Regions from separate parts of the Mus musculus genome. Here region 1 is linked to region 2. Evidence: chromatin contacts called from public Hi-C data. All regions are on one chromosome and are shown on one strand. The core of a region is the stretch at or near the end of the contact, and the rest is flanking DNA. Distances in the headings are between cores, read along the strand shown. Region 1 holds the start of Srek1 (splicing regulatory glutamine/lysine-rich protein 1). Region 2 holds the start of Cd180 (CD180 antigen).

Region 1 (7,113 bases), core at 340-2,839, 1.1 Mb after region 2:
GGGGAGGGGAGCACTATTAAAACATTGAATATCTTCCTCTTTTCTTATCTTTTGTTTTGTTTTTTGAGACAGTTTCTCTCACCCAGAAAGCACTGGCCACCAGGGTGGGCTTGAACTCAAGAGATCCCTGGCTCTGCCTTCTAGAGTGCTGGGATTAAGGCGCCTGGCAACGCGCCCAGCTAGAATAAATGAAAATTTAATAATCACCTGCACCAAGTGAAAAGAATACTGATAGGCAGTCACTGTTTTATTTCAACTTTTTTGAATGCATAACATTAAATAGTCACATCCGTAAGAAATCAATTTGTAGCCATTCTGCTACTTACAGAGAGTAGAGAGATATATTGTTCTGTGTGCATGACTATGAAATAAGCCAAAATCTTTTCCCAAAAAAATCGTGGACAACTTTTCCTTCAAATAATTTTAGCATAAAGAACAAAATACCGTGGCCCTTAGTATTTTCTTAAAGTTTATGAGTGTGAGAATGTTACGAACGGTAAAACCATTACAAGTTATCCGATTAGTGAATACTGCATAAGGGAAATTTACCACTTCAAGTACACTGCCTAAGAAGCGAGCGCTGGATTTTAAACACATGTACACAGTAGTGATAATTCTGCACCGATTTATACTTTTTGAAACGTCTGAGCCAGCGTGACCTTCTTGGAGAAGGAAAATTCAGGCTGTTGCCAAAAGGAGAGATTGACGTGATCTTTAAGATCGTGAATATGGGCTCGGTTAGAAAAACCAAAACGATGGTAAATGTCTAAGATCACCCCGGAGAACAAAAACAGCCCCGATTCCATGTTGTCATCCGCTCGCTCCCTCAGCAGCGCTAGCAGCCTGACATTAAGACCTAGAGGTCCGGGCGTTGGCGTTGCTGGCGTTCTCCACGATTCTCCCAGTGCAAAAAAAAAAAAAAAAAAAAGAAACGTTATAGGCATTTGCCATGAGGACTGTCGCCGGCCCACCTGCGGCCATCTTAAGTTCGGGGGAAACCAAAGGCCCGGGGCACCCAACTCGAAGGCCGGGCATCAACCACAGTCCCGGAGGCTCGAGAGAGGAAGGCACCCCTAAGTCCTCTGCAGGAACCCCGCGTGGAGCTCAATTAACAAAACCTCACCGCGGAGAGGCCCCGCGGCCGGCCGGGTGCCCTCATCAAACATGGCCGCCTAGGGAAGCGCGCCGTCACGTGACGCCCGCGCTCGCCCCGTGCCTCCCTCGGCGCCCGAGGTCTGGATGGCGGCGCGCCCCTCCCCCCGCCGGGCTCCAGCACTCACTCTGGGGGGTAGAGCCGTAGCTCCTCGATTTCTCCTAGGAAGGAAAAGAGCGTCCTCATCTGCTCGCTGGTCACCGCCGACGAGAGGTTCGTCACCTGAATCACCGTCGTAGGGAAGAGGCCGAAGCCTAAGCCCAAGCCGAAGCCGCCGCCGCTGTTCATCCCGGCCTCGCTGCTGCTGCCTTCCCGCTCCCCAACGTCCACGACGCGTCAGCGACGGAGCCTGGGAAGCAGAGGCGCGCGGCCGCGAGCGCGCTCCCGAGAGCTAATCCTCCGCGCCCGGGCACGTCTAGCCGCCCATCGCGCAACTCTCCTGCTCCGGGGGCTGCGCGCGCCGGCCGGAAGCGTCGCCCTGGCAACGCGGCGGCTCCCCGCGGGTCCTGGCGGCCGCAGCCCTGGGGTCAGGTCGCCGGGACTGTTGCTAGGCGTCACTAGGTCTTCAGAGAGGTTTACCTGCTGCTGCAGTGAGGGTTGCGGAGGTTGTGCCTACAAACTCCATCACTTCTCGATGCTTCTGTCAGTTAAGCAGCTCGGCTCTTTCTCCACATCAGGCGGAGGAACCCAGAGGCCTGGGCTGCAGTGGTAAAGGGACAATGACATCTGGACATTATACATTAATACCTGACCAAACAATAGCTTCATTATTAAATACAGGCTGCAACCCCGCTTAACCTATTTTCAAAATTGGCAGGCACCCTGATTATGAGAATTCTTGGAAATTTTCACACCAATTATGGAGGTTAGGGTAAATGAGTGAATGAAAGGCTTTGCTGTCAATTTATAACATGCAATTTATTTACTAGCGGGCCCTAATATCTATACTTTTAGACAAAGGCAGGTAAAAGACACAAACTGTCTACATGCAACTTGCACCTTAATACTGCGCAATCATTTTCAACCAGAGCAGCTATATCCAAAGTTCATGGTTCAAGTCCATTCCTGTGGGCCCACAATATAAAAACTTATTGGGGTCCTGGAGTTGCTCTACAAAGCACACAAACATCAAACTCAGTTAAACAGGGATGGTTTATATAACTCACACCACAAGCCTGATGGACCAGGGCAACAGCTCAAAAAGCTGAGCGCTGGATATTTCTTAATGGCCATCTTCTAAAGGTTAAAACCGCTCAAACCACAGTGGGCTCCAATGCAGGTGCTGGAAGGGCTGCCTGGTAGTCAGCCCTCACTCAAGCCATTTTAGACGTGACAGTTTATATTGACCTTTAATTTGATGGGTCCTACATGAAGCCTACAGTTGTGGAATTTCTTAAGATTAACAAACCTCATAACACACAGAACAGAACAGGGTATGTGATCAGCATGACTCTGTTCTGAGTCAAGTTATTTTTCTGTGTCAATGACTGGCAGGCACACTACAGCAACATATGAAGTAGCTAGCAGACATGGAACGAAATGGCTACAGCTATGCTGGGGGAGGGAGACCCCAACACATGTACTAATTATTAAGACTTTGTTGCCACAGGGCGGTGGTGGTGCAAGCCTTTGATCCCAGCACTTGGGAGGCAGAGGCAGGTGGATTTCTGAGTTCGAGGCCAGCCTGGTCTACAGAGTGAGTTTCAGGACAGCCAGGGCTACACAGAGAAACCCTGTCTCAAAAAAACAAAAGAAGAAAAACAAAAACAAAAAGACTTTGTTGCTCTTTTCACCTTTGTTCTGATGGTCTTAAAGCAACAGTAGAAATGAGGGTGTAGTTACATTGGTAAATGTTTGCCTTGCTTACTTGAAAGCCCAGTGTTGAGACATTAGACCCGAAACTGGCATAAACCTGTAATCTCAGCACTGGGGAGATCAATGGATGGACAGATGGATGATGGATGGATGGGTGAATATAATGGTAGGTTAAAGGGCTGGCACCTGATTGGGAAGCAAGGCAACGTTTGTAAACTCTGAGTTTCTGTTGTTTATATTCTTAATCTCTACCCACTCACACTACACTAAATGTAACTTTAAACTAACTCCCTTGTAAAGGAGTACAACATTAAACGTACAATGTATCTTTCTCATATTTTGTGCTTTGTGAGACAGATTCTCACTATGTAGCCTTTATTGACCTAGGAGTTACTATGTGTATCAGACTGGCCTTGAATTCATAGAGATCCACTTTTCTCCCAAGTCCCGAGGAATTAAAAGTGTATGTATTATTAAATGTATTATTTATTTGTTTGTTTGCTCATTTGGTTTTTCTTTTTTTTAAACAGGGTTTCAGGCTGGAGAGAGGGCTCAGCGGTTAAGAGCACTGACAGTTCTTCCAGAGGTCCTGAATTCAATTCCCAGCAATCACATGGTGGCTCACAGCCATCGGTAATGGGATCTGATGCCTTCTTCTGGTGTGCCTGAAGACAGCTACAGTGTACTCCTATATAAAGTAAATAAATAATTAAAAAAAATAACGAAACAGGGTTTCTCTGTGTAGCCCTGGCTGTCCTGGAACTCACTATGTAGACCAGGCTGGCCTCAAACTCAGAAATCCGCCTGCCTCTGCCTCCCAAGTGCTGGGATTAAAGGAGTGCACCACCACCTCCTGGATCTATAATGCATTTTTAAAATATTATCAGTGCAAAATAAAGAAAGGCAAGAACTTCTGTTCAGGTAATTGTCTCCAGGGGAAAAATTATATATATATATCAACATCCAGATTATGTCTACTCTGGCTGCAGTGTAGAGATACAGTGAAAGGTTGATGGAGATTAGAGGCAACGAGCCTGGGTAGGTACTCAGTGCAGTAATCAGCTTGAGCTAAATAACATACAAAACAAAGGTAAGTGGAAAGCAATAAATCATCCCAAATTTGAACAAACCTGAATAAAGTTATGCACTCGGAAAAAAGACAGTGACCATGCATTCAGTTTGGGCACAATTACAAGACCCCTAGAACTGACCACAACGAGCTTAGAACCCTGGCTCCAGCTTGAGTGTGGGGCAATCTATGGAAGCCGTTGCTGGGCTCTCTCCCAGAGTCTCTGGTTCAGTAAGCTGGGAGTGAGGTCTGAAATAGAAACTTAGGAGTTCAGGTGACAATGCCGCTGGGGGCGGGGTTGGGGTTGTGAACAGCGCGTTGAGGAAGACTGGTTTAGAAGGGTGTGAATGTAGCTCACTCAGCAACATACGGATCATCTATGGATGGAGAAGCACCAGGAGATGTTTAAGTCTCCAGTTTGGAGGATGGGTAAATGATGCCATAATTTGTGTCAAACAGTAGAAAGGAAGAACTGCAGTATGAGGAAGGAGCAGAGAATATTAAGTTCTATTGTAGACATGCTTATGACTTGAGATTGGAAGTAAATATAGTTGTGGCGTGGTGAAACATACTATTGTTCTATCTCTATCATATTATTATTCTATCTATGTGAGTCTGAGGCAGAATAATCAAGAACCTGAGGCCAGTGTGGGCGACATGAGGATACCCTGACTAGAGAAACCAAGAACTGAGTTCATTGGTATGTAGCAGAACACTTAGCTGGGATTCATAAGCTGCCGAGTTAAAGTGGGAGGGAAGGGAGGAGAGAGAAGAGGAGAGGGAGAGAAATGCATCCTGTCTTGTATATGTGCATGCACACCTGTGTTTGGAGCAAGACCCTCCCAGGAGCGAAGCACCAAGTCTTTACTTCTTCTAAACCATGGGACTTTTTCTATTCAGGATCCAGAAGTCTCCTTGTCTGTGGTGGGCTAGCTGAGGGTTTGTGCTTCTTTGCTCCTCTTGCTGCAAACCCAGGGTCTGTTGCACACCAGGCAAGCCCTTCACCTCCAGCCATAAGCATTTTGAGTTTTGTCCTTAATTGTTTCCAACTTGATTCTAACATAAGAAAGTTCCCTTATATTCCTAGACTTTATTTTTTATTTTTTGTCATAAATAGATATGATAGTTATCAAATCCCCCTTTTTACTTACTGATATAATTATGTGGTATTTCTAGGAAAATTTTCACATGGGCATAATGTATGATCCTTATATTTTGTTGAAATTCTTATCTTCATGTTGAATGTGTGTGTAATTTATTATGTATTGATAGACATGTATTCAAATGATACATTGTTTTTCCTTCATTTGAGAAAGACTCTTAATATATAACCCTGGCTGGTTTCAAACTTATGATTTCCTGACTGTGCCTCTGATGGGTTGATATTCCAGATAAGTGAAGTGGAAACTTAAGCATTCTTTGGAAAGTCGGTTGGATGGTATTTTGCTGGGACAAACACATGAAGGAACATTTCGTTAAAGTGGACACAGGTGTGAAAGGCTAAGGCAGACTCGTGAAGGAACCTTTCCCTGAAGCAGACACAGGAGAGAGATGTTCTGCTAAGATAAGCACGTGAAAGGACACGTGATGAAGGATTCTTTGCTAACAACACACATGTATTGGTCTGCCTTACACTGCATAGTTGAGCTGCATTCGAAAGGACTCCAAGGACTGGGGTTGATTAGATGCACATTCTGAGGCAAGACCCATGCTGAGGCAAAGCACGTGAAGGACATGATGTAGGACTCCATGGAGTGACAGAGACTGAGCTTGGCTTGCTGGTACAACTAGCTGTGCAACGCTAGTGAGTTTCAAGTCTTCCTGACCTTTGCTGATCTTCACTTCCCTGAGAGAGGCACAGCTGAGAACTTCTCCTGGCCTCTGGGTCCCTCTTGCTGACTGGAGCCAAGGCTGAGGCATGGCTGTCTCTGCTTGGTCCAGTCACCACTGTTGCTAACTGGACTCTACCGAACTGGACTGCTGCTGTATCTGTGAGGTGTTTTCGAGTGGATTGAGCTACCACTGCCTGCTGACCTGTGAATTGAACTGCTGATATCCAGACAACACAGATGGGAGTTGCTCCAGAAAAAACTTGCTAAACAGGCCCACTCTCCCCCTCCCCTCCCCTCCCCTCCTCTGCATTGTTTCTTATCTACTACCTCAAATGGGTAGTAGGCTAAGAGAGAGGTTAAAGTGTTTAAGAACCATGATTTGAAATAGGATTTGAAAAATTAAAATTACAGGTAAGCATCACAAGTCTGGCTTCAAGGAACACCTTTTTTATTTTCAATTTCATTGCAATTATTCAATTTCCATAAGGTTATTAGTAGTATTCATTTTTTCAATCCTGATACAAGACCTTTCTAAAAAATCTTTTTATCTATGGGGTTACAGTTCAGTGGTTAGGAACACTTACTGTTCTCTCAGAAGACCCTGAATCAGTTGCCAAAACCCACAGGTTATGTATGTGTGTGTGTATGTATATGTACATATATGTATCTCTAGTTCCAGGGGATTATATGCTATCTTCTGGCTTCCTCAGGCTTCTGCACACATATGAGGCACATGAAACCATGTACATACACATAAATGTAAAAAAAAACCTCCCTAACATTTTTGCTACCATTGTGTGCATGTACACACATGTGCGTGCACATACATGCATGCCACAGTGAGCATGAAGATCAAGGGACAACGTTGTAGTCAGTTATCCTCTCCTACTCCACCTTTATGTAGGTTCCAGGAATCACTCAGGTTAGCCAGGCTTACACTGTGCACACCTTTAGTGGATGAAACCATCTTGCCAGGTCTACTATTAGTCATTTACCGCCTTAGAGCAGTGGCTCTCAACCTTCCTAATGGTGTGACCCTTTACTACAGTTCCCCCTGTTGTGGTGAACCATAAAAGTGTTCTGTTGTTACTTCATAACTTAATTTTGTAATTTCCGTGTGGAACTCTGGCTTGCTCACAGATTCATGACTGAGCTACTACCTTTCTTACACACCCCAAGCCCACCTGCCTAGGGATAGTGCCGCTGGCAGCGGGCTGGGCTCTCCCAGGTCCATTAACAATGAA
Region 2 (6,860 bases), core at 181-2,680:
AGAAAGCGTTTTCCTACAAATGATCCCTTTTGATCCTCATAACTACCATGTGATATAAGCACAACAGCCCCAGTCTTACAGACAAGAAACTACATCCAGGGAACTGTGGTGTCTTTTTTGGAGGTCACTCAGATGGCCAGCAGTGGACCTGAGGCTTAGCCCCTTTGGTTCCTCACTGTGAGGGGTGCCTTCTGTGAGGTAAAGTGCCCTGCCATGCACCTTTATTGGCTTAGATCATGTTTTGCAAATAGCATCTTCAGAGGTATGCTTGTTGGTGAGGATGGCATTTTATGGAACGCCTCGTTACTGAGAACATCCCTAACGAAGCCCAAAGGAGAAGCTTTTCCTGCCCCTGTTCAGCCTCTGCTGAAAGAGAGGAGTGAACATCCCTTGTCCTGTCTACTATTCAAGTCTATTCAATTGTTTTAGAAGGCAACACCAGCTATCCCCCATATATCAACCGGTTCAAGGTCAGAAAAGACCTGTGGTAGCTAAGTTCACTGGGTAAATGCTTGATCTTTTTCTCTCCCTGCCACTCCTTGATCTTCCAAATAATTACTGCCCCTATTGCTTTTTTCTCCCCTCACCCCCTAGAAAGGATTTCCTGTAACCTGGGCTGGCCTCAAACTCCCTCTGACCTTGAGTGACCTATCTTCCTGCCTCTATCTCCGGAATGCTGAATTTCTGGTGGGTATGCCCATGACTGTTTGTTGTATGGGATGCTGGGGATCAAACTTGGAAGTTTAATGCATGCTAAGAAATCACTCTAACAACTGACTTATTCAATGTCAAAGCTATTTCTAAGGCAAAAGGGACCCCAAGCTGATATACTTATTTCTGCTCCAGCTGTCTTGTTTAACTTTGAGCCTTTTGTGAAACCAGACAAGGGGCTTTCACCTGAGCCATTTTAACAGTCCTAAGTCACTAGGGTGAGAGAGAAAGTAATCTGTCCACAGAAAGAACAGCAGTGGTCCAGGAAGCAGATGAGGTTCACTCAGCTAGCAGGACCGTTGGGCCTATCTCCTTCTGCCCCAGTCCCCAGTGTCAAAGCCCTCAGGTTTGCTGCAGGAAAGCACTCTGCCCTGCTCTACCCTTCTCCTAACCACTCACAGGGACAGCTAGAAGAAGTGGTGTCCATTGTGAGTGCAGCAAATTCCTACATCCACAGACTCTCACAAGGATAGAGACTAGAAATTGGCTAAGTGGCCCAAACCCCTTGAAACTGGCTTCAACGCAGTGGGAAGCATCGTAGTGAGATTCTAGAGAGCTGCACAACTCATCCGTGTGTTTGACAGGAAATGCAGTAGGCCATCATGGGGTAGGGCTCTTAGTTATTTTTGGCCAAGATGGTTGGTATGCAAAAAGAACTTCCCCTTTTTTTTTTTTTTTTTTTTTTTTCCTTTTGCATGACAGATCCACAAATGCTGAGCAGCTCCCAGCATTTCGGTTCTAAGATCGACCTTCTGAGCACTTCATTGCCTGCCAAATTGCCAGGGCTATTAGAGTGTGATTAGATTGCTTGGCTCTGAGCATTAGATAATCCTACGCAGCTGGGCTTGCTCTGGACCTGGGATGGCTCCGGACATCAGCTGCTTCTTTTTAGTGGCCCTCTTCTTGGCCAGTTGCCGAGCCACCACATCCTCAGATCAGAAGTGCATTGAGGTGAGTCCAAACTATTTGTCTCTACCCAGCTGCTGACACTTGCTGAAAAACTTGAGATATCGTATACAGATTCATCTGAGCTTTGGCTCGCAGTCTCTACTGTCCTGAAAAGGACAACGGGAGATATCATCAGGGGTTTGGTGCAAAGAGCAGATCCCCTCAATCCTGATGCCTAAAGCTGTTTGTCCACTGTCCTAGGACATGGTCACTCCCCACAGAACCCTTTGGTTTCTTAGCTGTCTTGAGAAGGGCTAGTAAAGACAGGCTCATGCCAAGATTCAGAAAATTTATAAGGATCATTGTGAATACAGATTGATCTTCTCCTCCAATTAGACAAACCCTTCCATCTGTAGGACTAACCAACCAGAGTAAATCTGAGACCCGAGGCAACTCAAACCTTCTGGTTTAAACTGTAACAATATTTATCAATGCATGGGAAACCATGAAGAGAATGGAGAGAGAGAGAATGGCCTCGATCTTTTGCCATCTTAAACCTCCCTACCACTGTCCTTGACCCTGGCCAGTAGCCAGTCCACGTGGGCCTGCTTGACAAATGGCGAAGACAGAAAAGACTGTGAGCCTTGATGGCTCGGTTAGCCGCTTTCCTACTTGGAGACCAAAAGGAGAATGTAGGCCAGGGATAGCTAGAAGTCAAGGGTATAAATTGAACCCAAAGCCAGGACTGGAATAAAGTCTGGAGCAGAAATAAACAGAAGCTTGTTAGCCTTGGATTTGGGTAGACTCGGGATGCTCCCAGACTGAGCAGAAATAGGATACCAGGGAAATCCAAGGCAGGGATGTTATATTAGTTTCTTTGGGTTTCCAGAAGCAGAGCTTCAGAGTGAGGGATTTTACACAGTAGGAATGTATTGTTTGTCGTTTCTGGAGGCTGGAGATCCAGGATGGAGGTAACAGCAAGGTTGTTTTCCTCTGAGGACTTTCCCTTGGCTTATCGTTGGTTGTCCTCTTGTGTCTCTCCCCATGCTTAAGTGTGTCTCATTTTCTCTTATTGGGACATTAGTCATGCTGGCTCAGGACCTACCCAGCATTCCTCATTTTACTGTAATCATATCTTGAAAGGCCTTCTCTCCAGTTATAGTCACTTGAGGCATGGTGTCCTCGGAGTTAGAATCAGTGGCAGGAGTACATGGTTGGGAGGATGGGACACAACTCAGCACATAAAAGAAGTAAAAGAGGGAAGGGCCTTCCTTCAGCAGCCCCAGCTCCACTCACCACATTTAAGCTGGGAGCTCAATGTCATGCATCATGTAGATGTCTTAGGGGGATCAGGATGGGGACATCACCTCAGTGACCAAGGACAAATGCCAGGCACCTGCTGACATCATCTCCAGATGGAATGGTCCTCCCATTCATTGGAGTTTCACAGAGCAAGGCAATATGCAGTGCAGCACTTGTGGGAAGTCAGTCTAGCCCTTCTGAGGCCACAAGGAGTCCAGGAAGGAAGCTTCCAGCGGAGGTACTGAGCCATTCAAACTACCCAAGGATGACACCAGGCTCTGGAGCTGCCAGTTCCCTTTTGTACATGACCCCTACATTGGCAGAGGGAAGAGGAATGGGGCAAAAAGAGAGAAGTTGTCTGCCTTAGGCCTCCAGTACTGTGCCTTTCAGGTCCTGAGGGTGGGGCTCAGTGCATCCCCTAAAGACCCTGTGTTTTATTAACATTCAATCTCTCTTCTCTCTTCCCCCTTCCCTCGTTTATTCTTTCTAAGCAGCTGAGTTCCTAAACTGTTTAATGCATGAATATGATGGGAGCCTGTTTCTAAGTGTTCCTGACCTCTAGGGCACAGGCACGTGGGAGAATGCAGGGCCGATTAGGAAAGACTATGCTTTTGGTTTCCATGTGTGGTCTCCTCCATCCAAACTAGCCTGCCTCGACCCAGCCTTCTCCTTACTTCCTTTTCTTCCACTTCCCACTTCAAGCATCAGTAGGCACTTGCTGCCTGTCTGTCCCCGTGACTCACCATCCGGAGCTTATCTTGCCTACCATGATAAGAAGGTTTTGTTTTGTAAAATAAAAATTTTCTTTTCAGATTATTAAACTTTAGTTGAAGCAAGACACACATACAGAAAGTCCACAGGGCCCTAAATATGCAGTTAATTGTCTTTTCACCAATAAACATACTCAGGTACTCCATACACAGCTCAAGACACTGTAGGAACTCAACACCCCAGGAGCCTTCAAGCCTCCTCCCAGGCACTAGGTCCATCATCATGGTTGCTTTTGTACCTGTTAAAAACTAACTTTATACACTTGGGGTCCTATCGTAGAAACTCCAGCTCCCTGGCTACTTTTGCTTGACATTGAATTGGTGACACTTTCTGAGGACATATGCAACAGTCATTTGTTGAGTCCTACTGTTGAGTGATACTCTTTTGGGTTCAAGACCCCTACCACAATTTATGTATTTCTATTAATAGAAAATTGCATTGTTCATAATTTTTGGAAGGTATATATGATGTTGGCTTAGGAGTTTCATGATTATGTCTTGCTTTAGTAAACAAACATACATATTTACATTAGATATCTTCATAGAGATATTTGCTCATAGGGTGTGTGTGTGTGTGTGTGTGTGTGTGTGTGTGTGTGTGTGTGTGTGTGGAGGGGGGTCTGTATAGTATGCACTGCTAGCTTTATAAAACATTGCTACTAATTAACATTCGTTGGCATCTTATGTGACTTTTGATTGCTTTGGAGTCTTATTATCATTTGATTTTAAATGTGAGCCATTCTAACAGTTGGGAAAATAGTATTTTATTGGGATTCATACTGACGAATTATTACATTGAGTATATGGTCACAGTAGTTTACATACCTCCTCTCTCCCTGCACTGATGAGAGTCAAACCCAGTGTTAGTCTCATGGTAGACAAGCATCATGTCGCTGATATACCCCCAGCCCTCTCCTACCACTTTTGAGTAAGTGAAATGCTTATGTCTTTTGCCCTTTTTCTCCGTTGTTGCCTTGATTTGTAAGGGCTCTTCCTTACCTGAATGCCAACATGTTCCTCTACTCTCAAACGTCCCTTTCAACTCTAAAAGTATCTTTTGCCAACTGGAAGTTCTTAGTATTATCGTAGCTCAAGTTAACATTTTTCCCTGTTATTTTTAATGCATTTCTAGTTTAAGAAATCTTGGCCTGCCCCAGGCTATGATGATATTATTCCACAGTTTCTTCTGGAAGATTTATTGTTTCATATTTCTATGTTTCACTGCTCAAGGACTGATGTATACATCTGTGTATACGTGTATGTTGGGCAGAAGTCGGGATTAATATTTTAATAAGATTTTTTGCTTAAAAAAGTTCCAACCTACATGCAAATTCTGAGAAGATTGTAATAAAACTCACGAAGACTCCACAGAGAATCTTCTGTTGCTAAATGCTTCATGTTCTCTGTATGCATATAACAAAATTACAACCGTGACTAGGCCTTTAGAGACTAGCTTGCTAGTGTTCCACGATTGCTACTGTTACGTTATAACAGTTTCAAAGCAGTCTGGACTACTTCCAGAGACTGTTAGCTTACTTCCCAGACCCCATTTCAAATATGTTCCTCTTGACCACTCTGCTCACTCAAAACCAGGGTAAGATAAAGTCTTTTTGTTTCTAGGAGTGGGGTGGGCTTTAAGAACTCCAAGTCCACAGATGCAAAAGCTTTCCAGGAACTTTAGATGGTGGGGTGATGTGAGGATTCCATAAGTGGGGACTCCTCCTGCTCAGGGCCTGTCAGGCCCTTGTCTGGATGCTTTTCACAGCACCCCTGCCTGCAGGGTGAGCTTATTATCCCCAAGCTATAGCTGGGAAAAGAGAGGCCCAGGTATCACACTGCCGTGAGCTTAGATTTGAAGGCAAGCAGGCTAATTCAGTAGAGCAGTGGTTCTCAACCTTCCTAATGCTGTCACCCCTTAGTGCAGTTCTTCATGTTGTGGTGACCTCCTGTGATGGTTTGTATATCCTTGGACCAGGGAGTGGCACCATCTGGAGGTGTGGCCTTGTTGGAATAGGTGTAACCTGGTTGGAATGGGTGTGTCACTGTGGGTGTGGGCATAAGATCCTCACCCTACTTGCCTGGAAGTCAGTCTTCCACTAGCAGCCTTTGGATGAAGACATAGAACTCTCAGCTCCTCCTGCGCCATGCCTGCCTGGATACTGCCATGCTCCCACCTTGATGATAATTGACTGAACCTCTGAACCTGTAAACCAGCCCCAATTAAATGTTGTTTTTTTTTATAAGACTTGTCTTGGTCATGGTGTCTGTCACAGCAGTAAAACCCTAACTAAGACACCTCCCAAGCATAAAATTACTCTTAGCCATAATTTTGCTACCGTTACAAATCGTAATGTAAATATCTGATATGCAGGATATCTGATATGGGACCTGAATGAAAGGGTTGTTCAACACACCCCATCCCCAAAGCGGGTCACAAGCCACAGGTTGAGAACAGCTGCTATAGAGACTTCGGAAACAAAGTAGGTTTAACTGGAAGGTCCTTCACCCAGAGAAATCACCTTAATGGGGTAATTTTAGGGCTGTGTCTTCCTGGGAGGTTTTGTTTCATTTGTTGTTTTTTTTTTGTTTGCTTTGCTTTGTTGTCAAAGAGTAATCTTTGCTCAGGAATTCAGCTTACCAGTCAAAAATTGCTCCTTTGGTTCAAGGGGTGATTAAAGGGAGGGGTGGGGGAGGGGTGGGGGAGGGGCGGTATTTCCAAGGCCTCCTGCCTGCGTGTGTCAAGTGTACTAGACATCCAGAAAAGGTGGGAATAAGCATTCCAGCGAAATTCAAAGGCTTCCAAATTAGAAAAAAACGTCTCAAGGCTTGCAAGGAGAGAAAATGCAGCCGTACGCGCGGGAGCTGAGATACAGCAGAAACAAAATAACGTCCTGATTGGAAAAATGCAAAGGAACTCTTGCAAGGGAGAGCGGGTTGCAAAACAAAAGCAGCACTTGGGAGCCCTGCTCTGGGTGACAGAGGCCCAGCTCTGTGCCCAAGCTGAGGACAAAGCGATTGGCACAGGTCCCAGTGCGCTTCCTGAGCCGGAGCAGAGTGTGTGCAGTTGCAAGCATCTGAGTGGCTTTGCTGAAGCCCAGCCAGCCCGGAAATTCACGTTAAGGATGGGCCCTGTCTGCAGTGTAGCCAGTCAAGGAGAAAGAGTGAAAAAACAGCTTTGGAAACTGCCCA

The links. Hi-C and Micro-C count contacts between places; a contact is called where the count stands out from the background.
Region 1: a contact with region 2 is called in a Hi-C map of B cells, with 8 read pairs. The contact joins the promoter of Srek1 here to the promoter of Cd180 in region 2. A contact is called at or near these places in 4 of 39 promoter capture datasets (the 3T3-L1 cell line, hippocampal neurons and liver) and 1 of 484 Hi-C or Micro-C datasets (B cells).

Annotation. Positions count from the first base shown.
Region 1 is chr13:103,773,019-103,780,131 of GRCm38.p6, forward strand. It overlaps Srek1 (splicing regulatory glutamine/lysine-rich protein 1), which reads right to left and starts at 1,590. Exons shown (of 12, transcript NM_001361085.1): 1 at 1,281-1,590. The coding sequence starts at 1,441. It overlaps Gm52054 (a long non-coding RNA gene), which reads left to right and starts at 1,599. Exons shown (of 4, transcript XR_003950659.1): 1 at 1,599-2,018; 2 at 3,499-3,889; 3 at 4,652-4,737; 4 at 5,429-6,293.
Region 2 is chr13:102,692,128-102,698,987 of GRCm38.p6, forward strand. It overlaps Cd180 (CD180 antigen), which reads left to right and starts at 1,431. Exons shown (of 3, transcript NM_008533.2): 1 at 1,431-1,662. The coding sequence starts at 1,573.